Regions from separate parts of the Zea mays genome. Here regions 1 and 3 are each linked to region 2. Evidence: chromatin contacts called from public Hi-C data. All regions are on one chromosome and are shown on one strand. The core of a region is the stretch at or near the end of the contact, and the rest is flanking DNA. Distances in the headings are between cores, read along the strand shown.

Region 1 (4,444 bases), core at 8-2,507, 330 kb before region 2:
CACATTTTTCCTATATTTGCGATTTTTACCTTTCATAAGTAGCTAAGATAGCGAAAACAGAAAATATATGAGATTTAAGTGGAACAATCTCAGTTTTCACATGAAATATTTCCCTTTGAATATAAAGTATTCCGCTAATCATATTTTATGATCAGACGACACCAGTCAGTCCACTTGTCAAACAATTAAAACCAACACGGCAGGAGCTGTTTCACTTATGGAAAGGGGAACTGAAATATCATCAGTAAGCTCGCGGCAAGAATGTAAAGCGCAAGCGCACAGGTGCCAGTCCATGACATCGTGCTTTTATCTCAGTCCATGACATCATGCTTTTATCTTTACACAGGAATTACTCAGCACGAGCAGGTTTCTCTAAAGGGAAACATGGAAAAATTTGTACACGGAAGATTTGGCCCACAGCTAGCCCCCAATACGCGCAAAAGTCCAGCCACACACGCCAGAGGTCACGCAAACCCAACCCAGACACCTTTCTACGACAGCGCAAAAGCGCGGGCAGAGCAGCTCAGCAATGCGCAGAGATGGCGTAAATCCAAATCCAAAAGCGCTAAATCTACCCTCTGCGCCGAGCAACAGGAACAGACATGCAGAGCTGCGACCGTCCACGCATGAGCAGATCTGACACTGGCACAACATAAACACGTGCGATCTCGGAGAATTCCAGCCTCGGCGAGCGGACACCGATGGGAGCAGGCTGCACAGCGTCGAATCAACCGCGGGCCACAGCCACAGCGCATAGATCGGGGTGAGGAGCGGTCCTAAACGCCCAGATCTGCGAGCTAACGCACCCAAGCCGCCACGAACCCAAACGTGCGCATCGGATCAAGGGGCAGGAGCTAACCTGACCTCGGCGGGATCGCCCTGACGCCGCGGAGACGAAGGCGTTAAACAGAATTAGATCTGGGCGACGGGATAAGAGGGACGAGTACCTCCGCTCCGGCAGCGTTATATAGGCACGGGGGTGGGCGCCCCTCACGCCGGCGTGGCGACGAGGCGAGCGCGAGGGGTCGAGAGCCCGTGAGGTTTTTGGGGTGTTGCGAGTGGCGAGACGACGAGGGAGGGGATGGGAGGGAGAGAGTGCTGTGGGGGAGAAGAGTGGTGGTTTATAGAGGGCGCGACGCCAGTCGCCCAGGCGAGGTGTGAGGTGTGAGGTGTGAGGAAGCAGGCCGGTTTTGGCTTTCGCCTGCGGTCCCGTCCGCGTGCGCCCAGCGCCCGCGTCATAGATGCATGGACTCGACGAGGGCCGCTCGCTCGCTTTGGCAGTTGGGCGTATAGTTTGTCGGGCGAGACGCGAGATCCAAGCGTATAGTTTGTTTCGGTGTAAGAAAAGTGAGTAGACGCCACATGGATCAGAGTGATGGCGATAATTCCCGTCCCGTTCGTATTGTTTTCTACATTATCTATTTAGTGCCAGTAACAACTCCATTTTTTCGAAAAATTTCTGTTTTTAAAAAGAAATTAATTCATTTTTTTGGGAAATTGAGAATCTCATGAGAAAATAGTGGCCCTTAAGCTTTTATTTTCAGACAAATTTAAAATATGGACCAAAAAATAGGATGACAAATGTGAATCATTTTAAAACGTTTAGCCTCTATCCGTTCATTTTTATGTATTCTGAAAATACGGGATATGTTGTATTAACTCTGAACCCAAACCTATATGCCGCAATTCATACTTAGGCCAACACAAATAAGGTAATAGACATAAACATCACATATATCTAGATTATAATAATTCATAAACATATTATTAGGCATTTATTTTAGATTATTGCTTGATCTAAATTTCTAAATCTGTCGCGAAAACCATATTTCGGCCACTGTTTTGCGTCGTCCCACCATTCCGTTTAGCACAAATCTATCTCTAGTGTCATGTGTTGTCTTCATGCCGTTGCCGCGGCGACCTTCTGGTCTTCCATCGACAACTTCGAACTTTCAAGACATTATCGAAGGTTGTTGATGTACTAGCTCAATTAAAAATAGAAAGCATACTCACTTTTTTTTGTTGACGTGGATAATTTTAAAAATTAGCAACCAATAAATAGAGAACTGTTGGAGCACACACATTTTACTACTACTTAAACTGATTTAGCAACTTCTTAAATCTATATTTCAGGATGCTAAATTTACATAACTATTGGAGATGCTCTTAATGCTCCAATTTATATTGTGCTAGTCTTTATAAAAGAAAATGATTGAAAATTTACTCTTCGTCTCGGCAAGACCTAAGAATAAGAGACCTGAAAATCAAATTTGCAGTGAGTGTTAGTGCAAGTGCAGCAGCAACATCAGAGAAGGTTCTTCTATGACAATTGTAGACACCAACGGAACTACTAAAAGGAAAAATGGTGAAACTGCACATACGGTGGTTGTTATTGATGGATGAATAGAGATGAAGAGCAAAAGAAAGTTACCCTTACTGGAATGAGGTTTAAAGGGTCGCATCTGGTATTTAAAATTAGTTTACTAAGAAAAAGGTGATAGTTAAAGGCTTAAAGTGAATGGGAAGAAGTATGAGCAGATTTGGGAATATTGTGATTTTCCAAATTGCAAACAAACCAATAGAATTGCAGAAAACTATGGACAACTGGTTTAATAATCATCTAAAATCAGCGCATTGTCTAGTGAGCTTAGAGTTGAAAATATATCTATGTAGGTAAAAAGCATTACTCATATTGAGCGCCTTACAAGTAAAATCATGAAGTTAGCTTAAGAAAATTTAATCCGGCAATAATCATGCATATTATTTTAATATAGTTAAACATGAAGATTTTTTATTTCATTAAATCTTTATGATTAGCTTTTCAATCAAGGGTTGTGTCACTATATTAAAAAGGAACCAATAGAAAAATGCTTGAAAAAAAAGAGGAAAAGTTATATACATGCATAAAAACTATCCACTATAGGTTTAGCGCAACCATGGATACATGGACTTCATGCCAAAGAAAATCATGCATGTCTGTTACTATTCATTGAATAAATGATGATCGACATATTGAGAACAGAATTGTCGGTATCTTTAATGTAAAATGACGCGAAAATGACACTAGCTGAGTTGGTTAGCTGGTTTGAGTAGCACTCCTCAGATCCTGGGTTTAACTTTATGTGTGAGCGAATTTCAGACCGTGTTAAAAAACCCACTCGTCCGTTCCACACTAAAGCACAAGTCTAAGGCTCCATGGGTCACGGTCATTTCTCACATGAGCCCCCCACAGTCGAGTTTTTTTAAATGTAAAAGGACAGTACATAGGTAAGTTGTCTAAGTGCATATACAACCCTCACTGCCTTTGGATCGGTTTTTCAAGTATAAGAGACAATTAAGAGACTACATGATACAATCTGTTGGTATCTGATTTCAATCCCTTGGAGGTATTGAAAATCAAAGCAACATAAGTTGAATATCAAGACCTTCGTCCTCTTATGTAACACTTCTTTTAAGTGTTAAAACAAAGGACGAAGGTTTTTAAAAAGAACCATAAATGAAAATGATATGAAAAAGACAATGTTAAGCTTTATATAGAACTCATCTCATATGTCTTAACATTTTGTTCCATCTTCCTTCTATTAAACGATTACAACCATACCTTCGACTTTACAAGAATAAGAACTCGAAAGTAACTTCGGATGCTCTTGCACTTTCGATTCCATACCAGCTCTGGATGTTTCAGTGGCTATCTTCGCTTTGGTTTCTTCTGACTTTTGTTCAAAAGTTCCAAAATAAAATAAGAATATTAACAAGCTAGCTAAAAGTTGAAGTAAAATCAAAATCTATTACCTTTGGAGGCAAAGTATTCACTTCACTTAATTCGACAACCTTCGTCTTGCTAGTTTCAGCAGCCGACTAAGCAAGCAGTTCTGCTGCCCCTCCATATAATACGACTTTGGTCGTGGGTCAGAATTTTTACTTTTTTCTATTTCGGAGCAGTGGAAGAAGTCTTCAGCTCACTTTTTCTTTTAACCCCCTTTTCCGCGTAGAGAAACAATAGTCAGGATAAATGAATCCAATGACATCAAAAACTTTATTCAATTTTCCCTTGGCCCGGGCACCAAAGGCAGTATCCATAGCTTCGTTTTCAGCCTTGGTATAAGCCCCCAACATCTCATCACCAGTTGCTTCAATGGCCTCAAGCCATTCATCATCTAGCTCACCAAACTAATTCCTATAACGATAGGTATATTTCAGATACACCAAATCACCTTCGCTTGAGGTAGCATCAGTCTCCTTCATCATCTCCCACCCGTTAATAATGGGCCATACCTTAAAGGCTATATGCTCATGAACCAAGTCCCTAGTACTGATGTAGTTGCATACAATGTTGAAAGCCACCAGGCAAGCTTGGGTTTTTTCAGTGTTTACAATAGCGGAACTCTTAATGCTGAAGCATGATCGGATAAGCCACTGAACCACACCTTTGATATCCTCTGTT
Region 2 (4,032 bases), core at 418-2,917:
GGTCATTTCGCCAGAATTTAGAGCTTGTTTGGTTTGATCTTAGTTCATATAGATTGAGTTGAGTAGATTTAAATCCCAAGCAAGTTGCCTCTGGTACCAAACATTACCTAAAAGATGCATGTTGTTTGTGTCATTTATTTAGTTCAACTGATCATATACTATGCTCTAAACCAATTACCGATGCAGATGTAGCTGGAGGCAAAGGAAAAAAAGATTACTTTTCAATGCAAGTACCCGTCCCCCACGCACAGGCGCACAGCCCGACGACTGGGTGACGACTCTTCAAACAGAAATAAACAAAGAAACAAACAAATCCTGATCCGGTGGTGCATAGAGAAAAGAACCCAAAAGTGAGGCGACGAGATCTCATCTTTTCCAAGGTCGTGCATGGTGACCCACCTGAACATGTCTTGGACTTGGACCCCGATCGATCATGACTATAGGACAACAGATGATGGCCAGTGTTGTCAGTTGTCGCGCGCCCCATCGATCCACATGGACACGCACCTCTTCATCTTTGTTTTCACGTCACTTTGCTTGCTTGCTTCCATCTTTCTTTCTATCTTCTTCGTATAGCTTGTAGCCGCGCATGGCATGCATGGGAATCTATATATGAGGCCATCCGCCAATCCTTGGAGAGGAGAGCCATCGACGTGCTGTCTATCTCATGATGAAGGATCACACTCCCACTCACATTGACACACAAGGCTTTGCTTGGCAGGCAGGCATGCATGATAGTGGTGGTGGTGTGTGGATCCATTTGGAATTGAATTCCAGTTGCCTCTTTTCCAAAGCTGAGTACTCCAGCTAAGCTAGGAATGAAGTTGCAGTAGCGTGGTGGTGGTGGTGGTGTGGATTCCAACTGCCCACAGCTCCTGTCTCAACTCTCAAAGCATGCAGGTAGGCATCAGTGCGTGCGCATGTAGGATGTAGCGCATCAAAAGCAAGCTAGCACCGGTCGATGGATCATGGAACGGTCTTCCAAAAGGTGCTGCACACTGCACTGCATGCCAAAGGGAAAGGGAAAGATGTGCTAGCTTTATAAGTAGCTTCAAGCACGCATGTGTGTTGTGTCCACTGGATCCATAGCCTCTTGCAATGTGTAAATTAGTTACACAGAAGGCACCCAGCATGATCTCTGCCATCCGTGGCCACGCTCAGGCAACAGATGCACATTCATGCAGTACAAAATACTTCATTTTTCTATGAAACATAGAAGCAAGAACATAAATATAGACACACAAAAACTCCTCAAATCTGCATTCCATCAACAGTCCAATACCACTTCGCTAACGTGTACATGCACAAATGTTAAATATATAATTTCATTCCGAGCTTTATGTACATGGAGTTTCGGCATTGCCGTAGATTTTGTTTTTCTTCTTTTGGATCTATCCTTGGTTTATTATGTTCATTGCGCTTCACAAATTGAGCAACTGGCCAACAATTAAAACGAAAAAAAAACAAGATGATAACAAATTAAAGTAATCGCCACTCTAGAGAGCTCAGACAGTTGGAACGGGTCGATCTCGTCTTGTGGCTTCTTGCGGCGTCAGGGCCCGGGAGCAGAACACCAAACCAAACCACGGGGCGACAGGATACAATACAACTCGCAGGATCACAAACTAACAAATACCTACAGCCCATTAGAGAAGGCCCATGTAGAGCCCTAGTGCAGAATTGCCAACGCCAGCCCACATAACCTATGCGTGCCGCACCGCTGGGCTGTTTCCATGTCTGAGCATGCAACCTGGATATATTTTTTCCATCGCTTTATTTCTGTTGAGAAACCCTAAAAGGGGTTTAATGGGCTAATACCGAAACTGCCCTTAGGGGGTACACAGGTTATATATATGTACCCATACCCATCATAATATATATAGACAGAAAGAGCTTCCATCCACTGTGTCTCTTGTTCCTCTCTGTGTTGGGTTGCTGGGAAGGGAGCGGTCTTCTACAACTTCTCACGTCCCTGCTGCTATTGGGAGGGTTCGAAGTCCGGATCGGGGATCTGCGACAACTACGTTGTTTAACACGTCATCAGCACTGCTCTACCTCGACTCGTGGATCCGATCGGCAACGACTCTCCACCACGCCGGCAGGTCCTCCGGCCTTGCCGAACTGTCCTACGCGACAGACTTCGTTCCCATTCGTCGAATCAAGAATCACGATATGAAATCTTGAGTGGACCTGCGATTTTCTATTCACTGAGTATATCGCCTGCGAGCCCCTACATACTGTTAGTCGAAGCAAAGCACCACTGCGTCTGCGTGTGGTGCACGATTTCGTGTCGTCACCTTGCGAAATCAAGAGCCCCGCAAAATAAGATAATCAGTCGTCCCTAACTCTACTAGATCTTTGTGCACGGGCATGCAGCATGCGCCACATCTGTTCCTCCTTGCATGCCTCATAAACCGCATGGTAGTTGGGTAGCTTCGCTGCTAAGGTGCGCTCAGATTCTGCCGCATGCAACTGTTGCTTTTGGCTGGCTTGCATGGCCGCATGCAAAGGATAGGCGCTTGACTTTTTTTTAGGAAAAAAAAAGTGGAAAGACCGCATGCACTAACCGTTGCGCGATTCACATTTTCTTAGGGAGAAATAAAAAAGAGAAAAGATAATGTCGCATGCAATGGGCTGCCTTGCATGCCGCATGCATTTGTTTATTTTATATTTTTTTTACTGCCATTCCTCCCGGACGTGCACTAGACTCTTGATGAATTTAATTAGTATTGTTTAGTGTACATTTAATTTTGTATGCATTATTTATTTTGTATTTCCTGCTGAAAATAATAAAAATGCATGCTTATGATTTTTTTATAAAAGTTTGGTATATTATTTTATTCTATTTTATTTAAAATAGAATAATGCACGTACAACCATTTAAATTTATGTTATGGATAATTGGCACGCCTAATTAACCTGGAGTTAATTTTGCGTGACAGGCTATGGCTGAAGGCAGCAAGACTGACTTCGCGGAGCTTGCCCTGAATGGCAAGAACTATCTGACCTGGGCTGACGACTGCCAGTTTCATCTGGAGGCGATGCAGCTGGGAAAGGCGATCGTTCGGCTAAGCCCCAACGACATTGGCCTGCAGCTTCATGAGAAGGCAAAAGCTGCGATCTTCCTCAGACGCCACATCCATCCAGACCTGAAGATGGAGTATCTGGAGGTGAAAGACCCTCTAATACTGTGGACGAAGCTGCGGGAGCGCTTCGGTGTGCAGAAGCATGTGATGCTTCCACGGGCGCAACAGGAATGGGCCACACTCCGCTTCCTCGACTTCAAGACTGTGGAGGCTTACAACACTGTCATTCATCGCATTGTTGCTCAGCTACGTTTCTGTGGCCAGATAGTCATAGACCTAGAGATGATTGAGAAAACTCTCCAGACCTTTCACCCCTCCAACATGGTGCTTCAGCAGCAGTACCGAAACAACAAGTACATGAAGTACTGTGAGCTCGTCAACATGTTGCTTGGCGCAGAGGCTCAGAATGAGCTCCTGATGCAAAACTACCAGAAGCGTCCTGTCGGCGCTGCGGCCGTACCAGAAGTACATGCAAACTTCCCGTCTCAGGGGAAGAGAGGCTCCTCCAGAGGAAGGGGTCGTGGGCGCCGCAATAATCAGGGGCCAACAAGGGGAACTTTTAAGAAGCAGCCACAGAATGGCAGCGGCAGTAGCAGCAACAATGGTCGTGGCAGAGGCAGAGGCAAAGGCAAAAGCAACCCCCAGCAGGGCGATGCAAGTGCCTCAATGCATGCTGGCGAAGGATGTTTTAGGTGCGGGTCTCAGCAACACTGGTCCCGTACATGCACCACTGAGAAATACCTGATTGACATATATCAGGAATGGAAGAAACGCCAGAACTCAGAGGCTCACTTTATCCAGGCGCCTGTAGACGCCACAACTGGAGAGCACCTTGAGTTGCCTCAGCCTGCTGCACAGTTTGAGCATGCTGCCATAAATGTTGATGCCACAACTAAGAACGATGCTCCGTTAGGCAAAGTCGACTTCGATTTCGATACTGATGATC
Region 3 (4,004 bases), core at 29-2,528, 290 kb after region 2:
AGGTATCAAGAAGCAAACGACTTTCCCCTATTACTTGTTGGAGCCTATCACAAAGATGTCTTCGCAAGAGCCAAGCTCTCAGTTAGATAACTCTATAGATAGCACTTGACCTTTTCCATACATAAGTGGGTCTCCGAGATAACCTCTCTCAGACTGCTTCCGACATTTTCACTATTGAGCTTTTGATCAAAATGTTGCATATATCATTCTAAATGTTGCATGTCTAGTACAAGACGGCGACCACACTACAGACACACTTAGTATGATCTCACATGAATAGTTGGATTGTACGGTCTGGTGCAATGACAAATATCTAAACTTTGGAAAGTGGTGCAATGACAAATTCCAAACCAAATAACCTATTTATGAAATAAATTCTAATTCTTTCAAAATGAAGATATACAAATGACCCGTTTTAGTTGATAACAATGTACAAAAACATTGCAAATCCTTAGGTTTATAGACAAAATTTGTTGCAAATACTATCATGAACATGAGCGAACAGATGTTGCCAAGTCACGGTCGCACGCCGCTGCAACGAACACATCACAATGCCTTTTGCAACCTACGACTCCCAAATAATCACCTGCAGGCCCTACAGCTACAGCGACCGATCAGGTGCACCGATCAGCTATAGATAGTGTCGAAAGCCAGGCGGACAGGGCCGGCCGCTTAGCCGCCTGTCAGCTGTTCGCGCGAGTGACGAGCGCGATGCTTCCGGCCGCTGCATCTACCGCTCATGTGGACATGTGGTCTGGATGCAACGTGAGCTTCGTTTTATCGCGGCCGCTTCACGCTAATGGCGAATATAGAATTGCTGCCTGTTCGGTGTCCCTCGGCCCTCGCGTCGCTCGTGTGCACACCCAGCCGGGGATACGAATATGATATGGAAATCTAATCAGAAAGATTGGGTTCCCCAATCCAACGTGGTTGCAGATCCACTAATCAGCAACCACCAGGAAAGCAACGCAGTGACATAAAAGTTGAGTTTTATTACCCCCAACTACTAGCTGGAAGGAACACAAATGAACCTTAACAATCTGTACATTTTAGAAAATACAAGTAAATCGACAAATCGTACCCTGTGTGACTCTGTCAATAAGGCATGTAAACCCTTTGTAAAAAAGAATGAAGAGAAGAAGAAAGATGATCCTGTACGCTCGTCGAAACCAAAGAAATACAGTGCGTACTACCATTCAAAGCTCTTGCATTATTATTTTCAATCATCTCGTGACGGAAAAACAAAGTCAACACGAAGGACTCGGCCGGTAGCACTGGCGCTAGCAGCAGCAGAGATCGACCGGCCATCGCCGTTTTATAAAAAGAGAGTCCAGCGGTAGCCGTCGCTGACGGACGCCCCCCTCCCAGACCTCCGCCCGGATCTCGCCGCCTCTCCCGCCCCTGCTCGCGAGCCGCCGTCGACAGCCACCGCCATGGGCACGGCCAACGGCCAGCAGCCGGCAGAGGGCGCTCCCTCTGACAAGCTCCGCCACGTCGAGTCCATGTCGGAGCTGCCCTCCGGCGCCGGCAAGATCTCGGGGATCAACGCCGTCGTGCTCGGGGAGTCGCTCGCCGCCGAGGAGAACGACCTCATCGTCCCCAGCCCCGAGTTCTCTGCCAGCGCCCTCGTCTCTTCTCCGAAACAGGTGTGTGCAAAACCGAAACTTAGTACCCGTCGGACGTCTCTCGCCTGCGGCTTGTTGATTCTTGTGCTGTTGAAGGCAAATGCAAAATCGAGTCTTTTTTTTATCCAATCAGCGGCTTGCTCTAGACTAAAGGCGTTTGCTTTAGCACTCGGGCGCTTTTCACTTTGGGCGTCGCACAACTTTGCAATTGCAAGCATGAGAATGAGATGAGAGGTTTGCCATGATCAGGCTTGTTGGGGAAGTCCGACAGGGAACGACAATTCGTCCGCGCTGGTGTTTGTTTCTCATTTTGTTTTCGATGATTGGTGATGTAAATAACATTGCGGTCTTGGTGTGATTTTTCATGGTCGGCATCAGTATCGCGAGATGTATGAGAGGTCCATTAAGGACCCGGCCGGGTTCTGGTCGGAGATTGCCGAGACCTTTTACTGGAAGGAGAAGTGGAACCCCGCCGAGGTCTGCTCGGAGAACCTCGATGTCACCAAGGGACCCGTCCAGATCAACGTAAGTGTTGTTTGATGATTGTTAGCTAAACGTTAGCGTCCCTTTGGAATATGAACGGGTATATTATGGTGGTTCTGATCCGTCTCATGGTTCTTGGTCCTGTACAGTGGTTCAAGGGAGGGAAAACCAACATATGTTACAACGCTGTTGACCGCAACATCGAGTCTGGCAATGGCGACAAGGTTGCAATGTACTGGGAGGGTAATGAGCCCGGTCAGGATGGGAAGCTTACCTATTCCGAGCTCCTGGAGAAGGTTTGCCAGGTAAATGCACGCTCATGTCTGAAATGTTTACCACAAGCAAAACTGGCAACGGCAAGTGTACTAGCACACATGTCACAACACTTGCATTCAGAGACTCAAAGAAGATGACCAGGTCTAAGCCGGTCTTTTATGCTTGTAGCTTGCAAATTACTTGAAGAGCCTTGGTGTCGGCAAGGGTGATGCTGTTATTATATACCTACCAATGTTGCTGGAGCTTCCCATTGCCATGCTTGCCTGTGCCCGCATTGGTGCCGTTCACTCGGTAATTGCAGTATTGGTTGTTTTGTGAACCCTAGGTTTTCTTTTCTATGTTGTGATACATCCATGCTTGTACAGGTTGTGTTTGCTGGCTTCTCAGCAGATTCGCTAGCTCAAAGGATTGTCGATTGCAAGCCTAAGCTTGTCATCACGTGCAATGCTGTGAAGCGGGGAGTCAAGCCCATCTTTCTCAAAGATATAGTGGATGCAGCTTTGGTTGAAAGTGAGAAGAATGGAGTCTCTGTAGGTATGCACTGGGATCTGGTTTGGGTATTCACATCAATAACTTTGAGCTTTTGTCAGGTGGCAGCTATTTTGTACTCGTTATTTCATCCCATTGTCCGCCAGTGTTTTATTGCGACATCATGCCAAACAAACGTCATATGAAGATAGGGCAACATATCAAATGCACATAATCTATCTAGTGCACATATGCACAGATTATATCTGGACCCTTTGTCCAGTAATTAATGATTGACATATTTTACGAAAAAACCCTTCATTGCTCCTCTCCTCCGTGTCTAGGTGTATATTTGCAAAAAACCACTCGCACGTTCAACCATTGATTGTTGGACGAAGGATCCAGATTTAATATGAACATATATGCACGGATGGGTTTTGCACATAGGATACGTTCCCTGAAGATAGACACAAAACTAAGGGTTACACTAGGATTCTCAATATGTTGATTTTTTTTCTGTAGTTGCTCATTTATGTGAGACAAGCGAAACTAATCTCAAATTTGGGTAAATAACCGATTGAGGAAGTCAGACTAAGAAAACATTCATGGGGCAATTAATGTTAACTAATTTTGTGAAGTTGCAAATCAGGGGGTTTCTCATATATCGCAGGTCACAAGCATACTTGATCTTATACAATAAAGGTAAGAACAGTCACTGTCCATTTTGTGACCAATAGGAGGAGAACATCCAACATATCCTAACCACCTGTGTGTTGGCACGAGATTTCTGGTACCGAATTGTATCTGCGTGGGGCCTGCAAGACTGAGTACCTAGCTCTCATGAAATTTCCTTCGCTGATTGGTGGCGCAAAGCGACCAATCCGAAGGAAAAGAAGGGTGGCAAACATCGTCATTATCCTGGGGGCATCGATCCTTTGTTAGCACGTTTCATTTTTTTGGGGAGGGGGGGGGGGGGGGTTGGGGGGTTATTCGGTGCAACCTATTTTGTTCCATTCAACCCCTCATGGCTCAGCCCGGAGTGAGGTGGTCATGTTCATGTAAGGGGCCGGTCCTTTTTTGATTCTATAATACAAAGATGTGCAGCTCTCCTGCACATTCAAGAAAATAAAGATGGGTCATCTGATTGTTTAT

Evidence for each region. Hi-C and Micro-C count contacts between places; a contact is called where the count stands out from the background.
Region 1: a contact with region 2 is called in a Hi-C map of leaf, with 6 times the contacts expected there. The contact joins the promoter of LOC103627215 here to the enhancer-like site in region 2. A contact is called at or near these places in 2 of 25 Hi-C or Micro-C datasets (ear and leaf).
Region 3: a Hi-C map of leaf shows a contact between it and region 2, with 2.2 times the contacts expected there. The contact joins the promoter of LOC100279194 here to the enhancer-like site in region 2. A contact is called at or near these places in 2 of 25 Hi-C or Micro-C datasets (bundle sheath and leaf).

The regions. Positions count from the first base shown.
Region 1 is chr5:170,331,768-170,336,211 of Zm-B73-REFERENCE-NAM-5.0, forward strand. LOC103627215 (ribonuclease TUDOR 1) reads right to left here and starts at 1,258. Exons shown (of 17, transcript XR_002748364.2): 1 at 948-1,258.
Region 2 is chr5:170,661,419-170,665,450 of Zm-B73-REFERENCE-NAM-5.0, forward strand. No RefSeq gene overlaps it. Among protein-coding and RNA genes, the nearest start is that of LOC118472069, 35 kb to the right of the region's middle. Within about 2 kb of position 1,668, at least 17 of the 20 cell types and tissues checked have an H3K27ac peak or open chromatin away from gene starts, as enhancers often do. A contact at or near this core is called in bundle sheath, ear and leaf, where this site is marked.
Region 3 is chr5:170,951,939-170,955,942 of Zm-B73-REFERENCE-NAM-5.0, forward strand. It overlaps LOC100279194, which reads left to right and starts at 1,279. Exons shown (of 18, transcript NM_001367369.1): 1 at 1,279-1,646; 2 at 2,004-2,150; 3 at 2,258-2,413; 4 at 2,553-2,675; 5 at 2,750-2,918. The coding sequence starts at 1,434.